3 separate regions of the Danio rerio genome follow, and regions 1 and 2 are each linked to region 3. Evidence: chromatin contacts called from public Hi-C and HiChIP or PLAC-seq data. All regions are on one chromosome and are shown on one strand. The core of a region is the stretch at or near the end of the contact, and the rest is flanking DNA. Distances in the headings are between cores, read along the strand shown. Region 1 holds the start of pax7b (paired box 7b). Region 2 overlaps errfi1b (ERBB receptor feedback inhibitor 1b). Region 3 has its middle 79 kb from the start of kcnab2b.

Region 1 (3,196 bases), core at 68-2,567, 130 kb after region 3:
CCTACTATTTAAATGTAGGATTAATAAAAAATATTTTAAAATATATCGTATTTAATTGGTATGACAAATAGGAAAACAATTAAATACAATTAAATGGAATCATAAACCTGCTTTGTTACAAAATGCAATAAAATAATAATGGGATATTTTTATTTAAAACAAAATAATATAGTTTAAAACAAAAAAAAGTATGATTTACATCAAACTTTAAGCTTTTGTCGTTCAACATTCTCATGCGAAGTGAGATAAAATAATTATTCTTCCTGTCAATAAATGAACTAAATTAACCAGAGAATTCTGTTAAATAGAAATGAAAATAATTTCTTCAGTGGACCTCTCGGCCTGGATGCGTCCTACTTCATTATCCGCAGTGCTGTTGTATAAATATTAGTATGCTATTATCCTTTGTGCATTCTGGATTCACTTCACCACTAGATCATTTCAACAAATCCTACACTGACAGGCAGGCTTAGTGTTTGGACGTTTTATTTGACCCACTTAAATACTAACCTAATGGCCTTGTAAAAAGTTTTTTTTTCGCATGCAAGGAATATGCGCAAGCTTTCTGAACAAAACATAAAATGCAATAAAGCCACAAAAAATCGACACAAGTAGGCCTATATATTTCAAGCTTTCCGACGCGAAAACTCAATTTTGGACTTCTGCTTAAATCAACTTTTCTTAAAACAGGCCTGTTAAAATCGTGTAGTGTTAAAATGTTTTTTAGAGCTGCCATAATTTACAACAATAAATGACTTATAACAAAAAAAAATAAAAATCACCCTACACCCGTCCAACCAACCTTCCAAGGGGAATCCGGTGCGGGGATAGTTCTGTCCTGGAGCCGGTCGCATCATTCGCGGTACTGTTCCCGGTAAGGATGACATTCTACTTGAATAAATGACGAGGCACAATGAGGCTGATGTTTAAACTGAGAAAGCAAGTCCAGACTTGTTGATGAATGTTTCCTTAATGACTAAAAATGAACAGAAGTCCAATCTTCACCAAAAACAGAAAAAATTTAAAAATGTTATCCAGCCAGACTATTGCGGGGATGTGAAACCTCCAAAAAATCAAACACAGATAAACTGTCGTTTCGTGCGGAGGGGGTCATGAGCAAAATAACTACCGCAAGAACAAGATGCAGCGCGCGCCAGGGAGGGGGTACTCCAAACGCTCTCGAGTGAACAAAGGTTACTTAATTCTTTGCAGTGTTTTCTTAAAAGGTCTGATAGTTTTGGTTGACAAAGTCTGCTTAGGGGTTGGGAGTAGTTGAAGTGGATAACTTTAGCGCGCGGTGTAGGAGGGGTGTCGTGCGCACCGATAGGCTCTCGCAGTCTTCTTTTATTCATGTGGGCATGGAGGGGAACGAGCAAGTTTTTTTTCGACCAATCACAAAAAGCAGAGGGTAAGACCAACACGCACGCACACGCGGAGTGCCTTGCTTTTTATTCACTCCATCAGACCTTTGAGCACAAAACAATGCCAACGTTTGATTGATCGATTTCTATTTAGATAGCAAGGCCTAAAAGTAATACACGCTATCAAACTGCACTTCTTTATATAATTATATCATTTAATTCTATTTTGTCATATAAGAATCTATAGATACATGTGTTTTGTTCATAGCCTCTTAGTGTACAACTACAGCATTGGCCTTGTATTCCATTAAACACAATTGTGAAACTCAAATAGATGTTTGAGGAACAAAAGAAGGCGCAGAGGTTCTTGCACCAGTCGGTCGATTAAAACACATTTTGTGTTTGTGCTAATTAATTCTTATGTTATACAACCGCATAGAATTTTAAAATACAGATAAGCTCAATGTTCCCAGTAGGACTTTTTAAACCGGGAATTGCTTAAGTAGCGCAATGATCTACTTTAACAATTTCTTAAACATTTAACCAAATGTCTAATAGAAAAACCAAAGCAAGTTCGTTAGTTTTACAAAACGAATAAATATGGCATGTTTACAGAATTGGTGTAGCGAATAACCAAAAACCTCAATTAAATGATTACTGGACATTATTTAAATGCCAAAATTAACAACATTATAAAGCAAAAAAAGCGATTTCAAAAAAATGTTCGGCTGATGAACAGGAGACACCCCTAAATTTTTTTCATTAATATATATATATATATATATATATATATATATATATATATATATATATATATATATATATATATATATATATATATATATATATATATATATATGAAAGCGTTATAAGCATTGCATTTACATCCAAATATTAAAGTATAAAATATATCTAAAATATGAAATGTAAACTGAAACAATTCAGGTGATGCATAACAAATTCATCGTCAGTCAGCATAGATTGACTGTCTAAATCCCAATCTACTGCATTTATGTATAAATTAGGGAGATGATTAACTATTGCCAAAACTATGATTGGCAGCGAACATCAAACACTGGAATCCAACTTAAGACCAGACAGGCAGTAATGACTTGAAAGCTAGGCTTTGTTGTTAACAATGGCATCGTTAATTTGTGTGCATTGCTGGTTAATATATACTTCCACATGACTAAGCATGTCACTTCCCAAGGGACCAGTAGCTCGAATGCCTTTGTGGTCTCAAACAGACGTCGGGGTGAAGCAAGGCACAACTGCTGGTGGCACGAGTTTTTGGGGCAACTCGAGCAGACTTCACCAAATCAGACTATAAAGGCTAAGAAAATGCATTTAAATTTAGCTACTCTGGGAGAGTTGGACACAATCATCATTTCAATTTTCACATTGCTCCCACCAACATGTTTTTTTTAACAAATATAAAGAAATGCGCAAATGCAATATTTTAAAATTCGTTCAACAATATTGAAAACTGATTTTTAGTAAATAATTGATTATTAAAAAATAACAATACAATGCAAACCTAGACTACAAATTATTTTTACCCTCAATTTTGTTGCTCGTGTGTCCATTAAACGTCATAAAACAACAATAAAACTAAAAGCAAATTATTTCCTTAGGACCTTTCTTTGACTTGTTTCCCCAGAATAAATAGGATCTAGACCAAACGATTTCATTAGAGTGACAGTAGAGTGTAATAATTCATAATAAATAAATAAAAAATTATGGTGATGAATATTACTACTATTAGGCTACTACTACTACATGCGAACAGAATCCAAAACTTTATTAAAATAAATAAATAATAATAATAATCTACT
Region 2 (2,885 bases), core at 47-2,546, 150 kb after region 3:
GAGTGTGATTATTAAATGTCATAGCTGTCACGTGGAACGGGAGATTCATAAAAAGGCTGTGCAGCAACTGAACTGATGCTTTCATGTCAGTATAAACCAAAATCTCTAATGAATGTTTTCAGCACCTTTCTTCCGAGTCTACAAATAACAAGCCGTTCCTGAGGCAATATGTGATACTTTTCTGGCAAGAGATATAAATAGCTGAGTGTAGGTTGTTTCTCACTTAGGACAGGAGATGGCGCTGCTTGACTGTTTTAATTTTCCAAAATGAATAAAAAAAGTTTTTCAACCATCTATTTCAAAGAAAGAACTTAAATCAATCTGTTGTGGTAATTCTGCAGTTACCGTGATAATACAGCTATATTAATATAAACAAACCACCCAATACTGTAAATGATTTCTACAATTATAATATTATACTACACCAGTTTACTGTAGTAAAAAAAGTATACAACAGTATTTATTACAGTTTATCAATTCAGTGTTGATACTACACTAGCTATAGCAATTATTAACAAAGAGTTGGAAATATTTCCACTACTAAAAATCCAGCTTAGACCTGCCTAGGATGGTTGGCTGGTTTTAGCTGGTCGACCAGCCTGGTTTTAGAGGGCTTTTGGCCACTTCCAGCCTGGTTTTAGTTGGACAGACTGGGAGATGACCAGCTAAAACCAGCTTGACCAGCCTAGCCAGGCTGGGAGCCCAGCCAAAACCAGCTGTGTCCAGCTTAAACCAGGATGGTCAAGCTGGTTTTAGCTGGTCACTTTCCAGCCTGACCAGCTAAGACCAGGCTGGAAATGGTTGGAAACTAGCCTGGAAGTGGTCAAAACCCCTAAAACCAGGCTGGTCGATCAGCTAAAACCAGCCAACCATCCTAGGCTGGTTTAAGCTGGATTTGTCAGCAGGGACACAGTAGAATATACTTTACTATAGTAAGGTTTAAATACACTGTAGTATTTACTCTACTTATTACAATACTATTGTTTTATTGTTGGTTATTTTTGTTATTTGTTGACAAAAAGTACCTGTAGATGGCACGACGGAGATTATAGACAGTTTTCATATTTAGTTTTTAAATGTTTACAAGTGTGGGCTCTTACAACAAATCAGCCATAATATTTACGTACAGTACATGTAGACATTTAATTCCTTTGGTAGTTATATGTGGTCATACAATTACATCAGGGGAAACAACACTTGGTATTCACAGCAGAAACACTGAAGCACAGTGGTGAGTCACCGAGGGGTGCTTACTTTAGAAATATTCCACTTCTCTGTAACTTTTCGCACGTTGATGTGGTGGTATTTTAAAAGGAAGTGACTCAGGCTGGAGTTCCTAAAGACTTAACAGTCTCCTTACTATCACGGATTTGAGCAAACAACAGAGATAAAGACTCTGGAATCACAATAAAGCTGATATCACCCCACCTTAGCATACTGATAAGCCAGTGGAGCTGCCAGGCCTGACTTGTAAAGACTGGTTTGAACACAAAGAATCGGTATTATTCACTCGTCGTATATAGGAGATAAGTGATGTCATCTTGGTTGATTCCTTTGATATGACAAGGCGTGCCATGATGAGTGAATTATAGTTTGAAACTAATAAAAAAAACATCACAACACAGCAATTCAAATAAATCAAAGAATCTTCATACAAATAAGTTACTTTATTTAAATAGTCTGGTGTGAAAAACTACACCAATACTGTACATTTTAGAAGTGCATGTTTCCTCAGCAGATGAAACAAAGTCAGTTAACATTAGCCTTCACACAGAAAACAGGTCATTTCGTTTGATGAACAAAAACAAGAGTAGCTCAAAATGTAAACAACTACTGGTCTGATAATGTCAAGATTAAAAAAATAAAATAACTTTCTCAACTTAAAGTAACAAAATATGAAACACAAGGCCAGGACCAATCATAGGCTTTCATTTACGACTTTCCTTTGTAGTAAATATTTCAATGAAGCAACTTCATAGTAAACGGTTTAAAAAGACAGCAAAATATCATTCACCAACAGCTGAATTACACCCAGTGTCCAGCGTTTTGACACTAAATGGCAAGGCAGTGGCATTTCTGCCCTTGTAACAGACGTTAGCAAAATGAAACTGCAAGTGCCACTCTTTAAAGAAACAAATAGATTGGTTTGCAATTAATCTATGTGGCCAGTAAAGAAAGAAACAGGACAAAACACTTTGATTAATGCTCACAATGAGACCTCAATACTAACCCCTATGTCCAGTCCTTTCCATTTGTTACTGTTCGTACCTTTGCAACTCGTTTTTGATCACCACACTTTTCACTGGTGGCATTGTTCAGAACCTGCCTTATAAAAACACCCAATAAGCTCTTTAAATTATTCAAAATTCAGATGAGCATTACTACTAATACTTGACTGTTTTCTTTAATATCTAAACTCATACTGTTGATGAGTTTTGCGTGATATAGCACTCCATACTACAGAGAGGGGAGAAAAATAATAAGACCAGCTTATACTCAGGTTACACAGTGTTAACGGTGTAACAGTTCATCTTTTTCCTTCATGAAAGGATACTGCACACACTTAATTTAACATACAGCATGGAAAAAAAGTACAACAACAAAAACAGACACCAATAAATAGGGCATCACGATTTGGGGGTTTAAACATAATTGTAATTTTCGGGATAAAATAGTTGATTGTGATTTATAGACAATTTGAAATAATGTTCCAGATTTATTACGCTTACCAAAATGATTAGATAAAACATATAAAGATAATAATAATAATAATCTGGAAATGGTATACTATTGTATTATTTCTATATAAAATATAGATATAAAAAAATTTAATACTTATCAATTCATGGCAGTTTTCATTTTCAAATAATAAACCATCTAGCTTT
Region 3 (2,959 bases), core at 59-2,558:
TAAAAAGTGCAATCACTGTCCATTCAGGTCATCCTCTTTTCCTTTTCTTCTATGTGTTCAAAATAAAGAAATATTTATATCGCAGAAATGTAAGGCTCTGCCATCTTTTTTTTTTTGCCTGTTTTAAAAGCTAATTAATTTAACTAAAAAGCAACTCAAATATTATTACTCAATTTTGAAAAGTAATTCGTTATTTCACTCGTTACTTAATATTATTACCTAACTCACGTTAGTTGTAATGAGTTACCCCCAACACTTATAGTGTATAAGTGTGTGAATGAGAGTGTGTATGGGTTGTGGCTGGAAGGCCATCTGCTGCATTAAACATATGCCGGAATAGTCGGCGGTTCATACCGCTGTGGCGACATCTGATAAATCATAGACTAAGATGAAAGAAATTAATGTTTTAAAAGATTAATGTACTAGATTTTCGATCAAATACATATCAAAGCCTTAGTGAACATAAATTCAAGAACATAAGAAATTCTGTACTAACATTTTGAATTGTAGTGAATTATGATGGAAACATTATTTTATTGTAAAACAAGGTGTTTAAAACCAACAGAGAAAATCAACAAGAAGCAACTCCTTTCATAAATGTTCATTCATTTTCTTTTCGGCTTAGTCCCTTTATTAATCTGGGGTCATCACAACGGAATGAACCGCCAACTAATCCAGCACATGTTTTACGCAGCGGATGTCCTTCCAGCTGCAACCCAAATGCAGGAAACATCCATACACACTCATACACTACGGACAATTTAGCTTACCCAATTCACCTATTCTGAATGTCTTTGGACTGTGGGGGAAACCGGAGCACCTGGAGGAAACTCCACACAGGAATGCCAACAGACCCAGTCGAGGCTCAAACCAGCAACCTTCTTGCTGTGAGGCGACAGCACTACCTACTGCGTCACCATCTTTCATAAATGTACCACGCACAAAGCATCTAAATGAACTTAAACTGCACAATTGTCATTGCGGCAGTGTGAACCGCTGTGTGGCTCCACATAACAGGGTGTTTTTATTATGCTTTCAACATGTCTTAGCTACAATATGCATGACATGTATGCCTGCAGAGCTTTTGGGGTTTCTCCCCTCTGTCCTCAGACCAGCCCCACATGCCTTGTATCACTCACACCTAACGTCAAATCAACACCTTCGGCTACAGCAGCCCTCGGCCTCCATTACAACACCCACCGGAAAAAGACAACTGATCCGGCTGAAGGAAATGTTGCCATGCGCTGTAATAAAGACACTGGGATTATAAGCAATGACTCACAGCTTCACTGCTCGCGCTGCTTCTGCCCGCCATCATGGAGGAGACTGATGTCTTTATGAGGCGATGGTGATGAAATGTTGCATAGCGCGATCCTCTCCAATGTGGGAAACAAGAGGAGCCATTGAGGAGGGCAGGATAAGCCCATGATTAGATTTACAGGCTATTTAGTTGGTATTGGGAGAGGGAAATTCACCGCTTCTCTATGTATCAAGTGGGACACAACCTCATACCACTAAGGTGACCCAGCAAACAATTTTGTCTTTAATAGAGGTATAATAGAAATTTAAACATACACAGCTTGGCTAAAATAAGGCTAAACTTGGACTGTTTGTGAAAATCTAATAGACATCAAAGAATAACCCAAAACTAGACTAGTCGTCAAATAGAAAGACTTTATTTGTGTAGTCATTCATCATTCTTTCATTTTCTTGTCTGCTTAGTCCCTTTATTAATCCGGGGTCGCCACAGCGGAATGAACCGCCATCTTATCCAGCAAGTTTTTACAAAGCGGATGCCCTTCCAGCCACAACCCATCTCTGGGAAACATCCACACACACACTCATACACTACAGACAATTTAGCCTACCCAATTAACCTGTACCACATGTCTTTGGACTGTGGGGGAAACCGGAGCACCCAGAGGAAACCCATGCAAAGGCAGGGAGAACATGCCAACTGAGCCGAGGTTCGAACCAGTGACCCAGCAACCTTCTTGCTGTGAGGCGACAGCACTACCTACTGTGCCACTGCCTCGCCTGTAGTCATTCATTTTTGCTTATTTGATGACTAGTTTTGGCCTATTCCTAGACGTCTATTAGCTTTTCACTGACGGCCCAAATTTAGCCTTGTTTTAGCCAAGATGACTATGTTTAGATATCTATTAGACACCTATTGGTCATCTTTTAAAAACAAAAAAATGTTTACTGGTGAACCTGATTGTTAGGTTGTGATAATTCATATAGAAAAGGAGGCCAATTTACACAGAAAAGCCTTTTCAGGCTTTTACCTTGTCATTGAGTCATTAAGTCAAGTCATATTACTTTTAGTGCATTTCACCGTGTAGATTGTGTCAAAGCCATTTTACATACACTCTACAAAAAAAGTTTTTTACTTCAATTTTTAAAGTTGAACCAGTTTAGTCATTTCAACTTGTATAAATTAATCTGACTTAAAATGAACACTCCACTTTTTGCAAAGTCCCCTTAAAAAGTATACCATTTTGAATAAATTCAGCTGATCTTTGGGTCTGGCAGAAGCACGCTAAGCTAAAAGTGCTCACGCCAGACCCGGCGATCAGCTGAAAGGATTCCAAAATGCTCAAATGCAACTATAAATTAAAGTTTAACTGAAAAAAAAAATTGTTGAAACCTGATTAACTTACTCAAATAAGTTGAAGTAAAAACACGTATTGTCATGACTTTTTTGTTTATCAAATTATTTTGTATATAGTGTAATAGATCAGTGGTTCCCAAAGTGTGGGTTGGGACCTCCTGGGGGTCGGATTTGCTTGGCGTTTTATAAAAATATCATATTTTGTTATTAAACTATTAGAATGACCATATTTTATCCATAACCTGCAGTAGATATAAATAATATTTAATAGTTACATAAAAAGAACATGTAAATAAAAAGTCACCAACCTGTCAATTCTTTTTCCATTGGATTGGGACCCCTGGG

Evidence for each region. A called contact is a pair of places that touch in the nucleus more often than the background predicts. HiChIP or PLAC-seq counts read pairs in DNA pulled down with a chosen protein or histone mark.
Region 1: an H3K4me3 HiChIP or PLAC-seq map of embryo shows a contact between it and region 3, with 3 times the contacts expected there. The contact joins the promoter of pax7b here to the enhancer-like site in region 3. A contact is called at or near these places in 2 of 18 Hi-C or Micro-C datasets (embryo and hematopoietic stem cells) and 2 of 4 datasets of contacts at active chromatin or transcription factors (caudal fin and embryo).
Region 2: a Hi-C map of hematopoietic stem cells shows a contact between it and region 3, with 3 times the contacts expected there. The contact joins two enhancer-like sites. A contact is called at or near these places in 9 of 18 Hi-C or Micro-C datasets (embryo, fibroblasts, hematopoietic stem cells and 1 more) and 1 of 4 datasets of contacts at active chromatin or transcription factors (caudal fin).

Annotation. Positions count from the first base shown.
Region 1 is chr23:23,766,566-23,769,761 of GRCz12tu, reverse strand. It overlaps pax7b (paired box 7b), which reads right to left and starts at 1,317. Exons shown (of 9, transcript NM_001146149.2): 1 at 803-1,317. The coding sequence starts at 887. The region is part of intron 6 of LOC141380486 (a long non-coding RNA gene); the gene reads left to right.
Region 2 is chr23:23,748,737-23,751,621 of GRCz12tu, reverse strand. It overlaps errfi1b (ERBB receptor feedback inhibitor 1b), which reads right to left. Exons shown (of 4, transcript XM_689863.10): 4 at 1,649-2,885. Among named protein-coding and RNA genes, the nearest start is that of errfi1b, 8.3 kb to the right of the region's middle. Within about 2 kb of position 1,296, at least 16 of the 62 cell types and tissues checked have an H3K27ac peak or open chromatin away from gene starts, as enhancers often do.
Region 3 is chr23:23,897,085-23,900,043 of GRCz12tu, reverse strand. It overlaps a transcript of kcnab2b not described here. Among named protein-coding and RNA genes, the nearest start is that of kcnab2b, 79 kb to the left of the region's middle. Within about 2 kb of position 1,308, at least 3 of the 62 cell types and tissues checked have an H3K27ac peak or open chromatin away from gene starts, as enhancers often do.